Linked DNA regions of Mus musculus: region 1 is linked to region 2. A link is a contact called in public HiChIP or PLAC-seq data. All regions are on one chromosome and are shown on one strand. Each heading gives the region's core, a stretch centred on a gene start, on an enhancer-like site or on the middle of the called end of the contact. The rest is flanking DNA. Distances are from core to core; before and after follow the strand shown. Region 1 has its middle 49 kb from the start of Gm33336. Region 2 has its middle 32 kb from the start of Nudt4.

Region 1 (3,372 bases), core at 481-2,980, 86 kb before region 2:
GATTTGTTCACTCTTCCTTTTAACATCCATCCATTTTTAGTTTAATTGGCTTATATCTAAAATATAACCATTAGTAATTCATATATATGCATGGACATATATATGATTTAGTGTGTATTTATAGGTGTGTTCACATGTGCTTGCATGCACACACACATACAAATACCAGGAAACAATTTTCTGGGGTCTGTTCTGTCTTTCTACCATGTGAGTCCCAGGGACTGAACTCAGGGCATCAGGCTTAGCAGCAAGCCCCTTTACCCACTGAGCCCTCTCACCTGCCCTCGTCCATCTTCACATCGACACTGACCCCTCATTCCTGAGAGGAAAACTGACAAAATAACTGCTTATTACAACTTCCCTTTGTGTTCCCCGTGTCCCACGTCTTCACCCTATGTCATCTGTTCCTCTTTCTCCCGGCCTGATCTCACCCAGGCAAAAGGAAAATGTGTCCTTTGAAGATTTCCAATCATCAAACACTGTGTGACTTTGTCCATGAGACACCTGGAAACACTACACTGCCTTGGGCATGTAAGTTAAACACTGAGCTGTGCCGTGCTTCTCCAGCTGAAAAGTTAAAGCCACTTGGGACACAAGGCCAAGCACCTTTGCACCTGAGTCTTTGAGGGGACGCTGCCTGGGCTCATGGTGTTCTTTCCGTAACAACTTTAGTAAGTGTAGCTTCCTGTGGACATGGGTACTGCAGCTGGCAAGCCCCTGCTCTGGTCTTCAGCAGGCTTCTCTAAAGACACGAGGTCTCAGGGGAAGATATATATATACATATATGTATGTATGTATATATGTATGTGTATATGTGTATATGTATATATGTATATATACACATGTGTGTATGTGTATATAAAATAACAATTTATATATAAATACTATACATTATTTATAAATTATGTATAGTATTTATATATAAATAATTTATTTTATATGTAAAATATGTTGTCTATTATTTTAATATATAATATACATTTTATATATAAAAATTATACACACACACACACATATATGCTTACCCTTGTCTCTCCCTGATCCCAGACCTACCCCAGCCATTAGCCACAATACCTCAAGATCTGTGCTTCCATCCAGGAAGCATGGGAAGCAATGGGGTCAGGGACAGCATTTATAGGGAGTCTGTGTGATCACTTCAGTTATCAGAAGGAAGTGGTTTGCGTCAACATGTCTTAGTAGCTAGTGTTGGTTTAGACTTTGGAAATCTAACCCCAAGTGGTTTATTTTAGGCATATTTCAGTGTAGCACAGTTTGGTGAGATCTTCCTGGTGATAATTAATTCAATCCCACAAGCTCAGTAAAGCTTAAGATGTGAATGCATCAAGATTCGTTGTAAAGTACATATAACGCCTGTTAAAGCGTGGGCTTTTCTATGCCTGACCTTGCTCTGAATAAATGACACAGAGACCTTTATATTATTTAACAAGCTTCAGGTACTATAGTTGGGCAGAGTTTAAGCTATTCTACCCTGATAATGCTGGTCTTGCCTACTTTCCAGCCATATGGCGCCTTACCTGCCAGTTTTTGGTCTCTCCCTGGCCTTCATTTGTGTCCCAATAGCGACTCACCAGGTCCCACCTGAGATCTTCTCCCCTCCCCACCCCCTCACGGAAGTCCCGCCTCTCCTGCCCAGTTATAAGCTGTTACGCTCTATATTAACCAATCAGAAGGTGATGGAAAGCAATATCTTACAAAATAGCGAATCAGGAAATGCTCCATAATAATGACAGTTCCAAAGTCCAGACAGCCACCAGGTCTCTAGATACTGACATCAGCATTTAATACACCGTGCACAAAAACATCCCACAGACAACTTTCCACAAAGTTCCGCAGAGTGACAACCTCACAGTAAGGGCCGGATCCAGTGTGGTCGCAGCCACACAGACAGCACACAGGTCACCAAGCTCTTAGCCATTTCCAGTCCCAGCCTTCTGGGCAGATTGCAGGCTATCCACTTTTCCCTTTGAAGGGTCAACTCGTATGATGAACATCCAGGTCCCCTAACGCTTGTCGGTGAGCGCAAAGACCTCCGTGCCTCCGACAGGCACCCACCCCGGGAGAGACGGAGGCTGCTCTAACGTGTAACTCTTCACCTTGGCAAAGTCGAGCCTTGCCATTCTCCCAGAATCTAAATATAGGCAGATTGTTAAATGAACCCGAAGCTCTCCACAGCTTCCTTTTGGGTTTTAATTCAGCCATTGGCCAACAACGATCACCTCAAAGGCTAGCCCGCCCCTCTCCCTCTCCAGAGGTCAGAGGAGAGGGTAAGGCTGAAAGTCCAAGTTGTTGCTTCACTTGGCTGTTTCCCTTGGCAACCAGCCTCTGTCTGAAGACTACCCAAGAGGCCCTAAACATCAGAAATCCCGTTAGCATCCAAAAGTCACATCATTTCTGAGAACTGACACGCGGTTTGGTGTAGCTGTATGCCAGGAAGTGGGATACAGACCAAAATATCCATATTTTTTTTTCTACTATGTCAAATCTGCTCACATTCTAAAAAGCCGTAACGATGTCATTTCCAAAGGAGGGGCCGTCCTTCTACACACAACTCCCCTCACGGCGATTGCAAGTTCTTACTATCTATTTTTAAATATCTGTGCACAGAAAAGGAAACAAAATACGAGAAGCACTTCACAGATCCAGACGCGCTTGTCTGGGTTTGGGTCGCTTAGCTGTTTTGGAAAGCTGTTCCCACAGCCCTGAGCAGTAACAGCCAATTGTATAGTTGCCCACAGCAACCCCAAAAGGTTAGGACCATAGCCTCGCTGAGAAGGAGCCGGGACTTATGCCCAAAGTAGAAACATTAAATAGGAGGAGGGTCCTGAAGGAATATTTTGGTCATTGCCAAAGAAATAAAAAGGATGACCTCTCCCCACATACACACTGAAAATTAGATTAAACCAGATGAGAACAGTAGATGTGTTCCCCAGGGCCAAGAAGAGAGAATGTCCTTGGTGGTTAGGGCATGAAGGCTAAGGAATCTGCAAGGGAGATGGGTTGTCTATTGGCCTTCCTTTGGGGTGTGTGGGACAATTTTAGAGTATTGAAAGCTACTTCGTGTATCTGGCCTCCTTTAGCGAGCAATCAAATGTCACCAATCCTTGCTACAATCTTTCTTCCTGTGGTTTCCACTCACCCTGGCCCCAAAATTGTACATAAAAAAAGAAAAAAAAAACCTGCTGAAATAAATGATTCGTACGTTTTCAATAATTTCTATATAGCACGTTGGCATGTGTTCTATTTTACAATGAAATGGTTTAAATAGTAATAATTCGCCAGAGCATATTCCCCAGGGTGAGTTGCACAGTCTGTCAGGGCAGGGGAGGCTAGAGGAGTTGGTCGCAGTATGAG
Region 2 (3,391 bases), core at 870-3,369:
GTCTCCAGACGCTGCCCCTTACTGAGGAGCTGTGGGCAGTTGTTCACTGATGAGGAGAGAGGCTGATTGATTGATTGATTGATTGATTTGTATGTGTGGCCACTGGCAAGTTGCTCATGCTCCTGTGAATGGCCCCGTAACCATACCCACGTGGGCAGCACTGAGTTCGTGTGTGTGTGTGTGTGTGTGTGTGTGTGTGTGTGTGTGTGTGTGAGGTGTGACATCTATCCTATATATATGTCAGAAAGTTGGAAGGGACTCTGTTGGAGTGAAATGTGAAGGAAGTTGGGGTGGAGAAATGGGGGGGGCAGGTTGATATGATCATGTCTCATTGTATATGTGTATGAATTTCTCAAGAATAAAGAAAAATTAAAACAAAGAAGAAGAACAGTGATTAGTGTTGGCCTGGGAAGACTGTCATGAAGAATGAAATGTTCGTGTATTACGATGTCTAACCCAGCCAAGTGTGCACACTGGTAAACCTAGCTCTTGGGACGCTGACGAAGAGCCTGCAAACCTGAGGCTAACCTGGGCTATCTATACACTGAATACCAGGCCAGCCTAGGCTATTTATACCCTGAATACCAGGCCAGCCTAGGCTATCTATACACTGAATACCACCAGGCCAGCCTAGACTATCTATACATTGAATAGCAGACCAGCCTGGGCTATCTATATATTGATACTGGGCCAACCAAAGCTACACAATAAGATTGATTTTTTTCCCCAAAGGAAACATCAAACATAAAATGTGTAGCCCTATAATAAAGTAAAATTTTCATTTTCCTTTATTCTCCCCACACATACCCCATCATCCTTCACCCAGCCCCCTTCCTTTTTTCTTTCTTTTCAGTATTTTTATTTATTTTTTTCTTTGTCAATTTTACACATGCACAATAGATCTTGATCAAATTCCTGCCTTTCCCACTGCATGTCTTCATATATACACATATACACAGTGTATGTGTGTGTGTGTGTGTGTGTGTGTGTGTGTGTGTGTGTGTGTAACACCTACTGAGTCCAAGTCCAACTCAGTTTGCTTGACTTGGGGTGGAGGCTGGAATGTAGGCCAGGCTGGCCTCAAGCTGAAGCTGACCCTGAACTCCTGTTGTCTCCCTTTACTTCCTGAGTGTTGGCTACAGACAAGCACTATCACTCCCAGCTCCTGCGGTGTTTTGTTTTGTTTTGTTTACTCAATAGCCAGCAGAACAGAGCCTGCCCTTCCCCCAACACCTGTGGAAAACAGGCCACCGCTCGCAGGGCTCTATCCAAAACAGGCTGAGAAAATAGCACAACCTGCCTGCCTCTGCAGAATCCACCTACTTTCTCAATAAATATTTACTCAGCCCCTACTGTGTGCTCTGGAACATTATCTTCTCTGTGGATCCTAGGGCCTCCTTTATCTCTCTAGTCCCCTCCTTACCAACCCAACAGGAGTCCCGCTTACAATCTATTCACTGTCCTTCAGCCAGGGTCCCAACCCTGTCCTCCAGAAGGGACTATTGTCCTCCCGGCTCTGGCTTTCCCTCTTTCTTTGAAGCTTAATTTCAATGTCCTTAATCTGTTCATTGTTCCAGCTCCTCTCCTGCTGTCTCTCTTTGCTAATGTCTGACCTCAGCTAACTGGCACAACAGCCTCTGAATAGAGCAAACGGGATTGAAGGAATGTAACCTATTTGCCTGAGATGATCTAACCAGCGAGTGCTCAGAGTGAGCCAGTTCTATACCGTAGTCATTGTACTAATAACAGGAAGCCCTTGAAATTGAGGTGACAGGAAAGCTGCGGTATTAGTAATGATTGGGGGCTAAAAACTGACTATGAGGGCCTGGGGATAGAGCCTAGTTCTTCCCTAGCATGTGCAAGGAAGGCCCTTGGTTCAACCTTCAATCACATGCGCGCGCGCGCGCACACACACACACACACACACACACACACACACACACACACACAAGGAATAGATGCGGTAGGGTAGGAAGTCATTGGAATAGGAAAACATTTGGATTTGTAATCAACCAGAAGACACACCTGTGTCTCTGAGGAGAGGCTTACCTGTGTTTCCAGAGAGGCTTAACTAAGGGAGGGAGAACCACCCTGAATATGCGTGGCACTACCCTTTGGACTTGAGTCTCGGGCTGATAAAAGGAGACCGGTCCAGGAGCCGCATCCCAGTCCTAATACCATGCCTTCTCACTGTGACAGGATGCACCCTCAGATTGCAAAACAGATAAAACCTTAAGTCGCTTTTGCTGAGTTTTTTAATCACATCAATGAGAAAAGTACAGACTCCAAGGCCAGATACTGGAAAAAAATCATAAAAGAGGGCTGGAGAGATGGTTTGCTCAGGGTTAAGAGCACTGGCTGCTCTTCCAAAGGTCAGGGGTTCAATTCCCAGTACCTACATGGTGGTTCACAACTGTCTATAATTGCAGTTTCAGGGGATCTGACACCTTGGAGGCAGAACTCCAATGCACATTAAAAATAAACAAACAAACAAGCCTAAAGAAGAAAAAGCATGAACGAACGCATGGCCCATCGGGAAGATGAATCTGGAGCTAAAAATCTTTACAGAATGAGGGATTGTTGTGAGAGAAAGCTACTACTTACTACTGGGAGCTAGTTGACCTTGGGCGGGGGGGGGGGGGGGGCAAAACATAGTAGGGGAAATATTCTGGAAGCCATAATGAAGATACCCACTTATTTACAAACCCATCATTTAAGGAGTGTAGAAGAAGAAATGCACCCCTCCACCCCCCAGCTCGCACACACCACTAAGTGTTCCCCGAGATAGCCAGGTCTCCATTGTGGAAAGATCAGCACAAGAGTGTCTGGGAATGTCCGTTGCTGTGAGGAAGCTGCTGAGGCCCCTCCACGCAGTGACCGGAAGCACACTGCTGCTCTCGGAAAGGACCCGAGTTTGGTTCCCTAGCATCCACATCAAGCAATTCCAAACGTCTTAGAACTCTAGCTGCATGGAGATCTGATGCTGAGCGACATCTCGGCTAGGCTCAGCCCCACAGTTACCTGGCAACAGCCAGGTGTGCGGGACTCACTATAAAAGGGGCTGCTTGCCCTATCCTCACTCTCTTGCTCTCTTCTCTTCTCCTCTTGCTCCCTTACCCCATCCTCCCCCACGTGCTCCTGGCGGGCCTCTCCTCCTCCTCCTCCTCCTCCTCCTCCTCCTCCTCTTCCTCCTCCTCCTCCTCCTCCTTTCTCTCTCTCTCTCTCTGCCTTTGTCTCTACTACCCCCTCAACTTCCCTTCCCATGCCCTAAATAAACTCTATTCTATACTATACCATCGTGTAGTTGGTCCCTCAGGGGGAAGGGATGCCTCAGCATGGGCCCGCAGAGGCACCCCTTTCCCCCATACTATACTGCACCTCCACCAAACAT

What was found. HiChIP or PLAC-seq counts read pairs in DNA pulled down with a chosen protein or histone mark.
Region 1: a contact with region 2 is called in an H3K27ac HiChIP or PLAC-seq map of embryonic stem cells, with 6 read pairs. The contact joins two enhancer-like sites. A contact is called at or near these places in 1 of 39 promoter capture datasets (embryonic stem cells), 1 of 484 Hi-C or Micro-C datasets (uterus), 4 of 115 datasets of contacts at active chromatin or transcription factors (embryonic stem cells and stem cell-derived neural progenitor cells) and 1 of 9 other capture datasets (adipose tissue).

The regions. Positions count from the first base shown.
Region 1 is chr10:95,679,534-95,682,905 of GRCm38.p6, reverse strand. No RefSeq gene overlaps it. Among named protein-coding and RNA genes, the nearest start is that of Gm33336, 49 kb to the right of the region's middle. Within about 2 kb of position 1,730, at least 89 of the 459 cell types and tissues checked have an H3K27ac peak or open chromatin away from gene starts, as enhancers often do. A contact at or near this core is called in embryonic stem cells, where this site is marked.
Region 2 is chr10:95,594,244-95,597,634 of GRCm38.p6, reverse strand. No RefSeq gene overlaps it. Among named protein-coding and RNA genes, the nearest start is that of Nudt4, 32 kb to the right of the region's middle. Within about 2 kb of position 2,119, at least 40 of the 459 cell types and tissues checked have an H3K27ac peak or open chromatin away from gene starts, as enhancers often do. A contact at or near this core is called in embryonic stem cells, where this site is marked.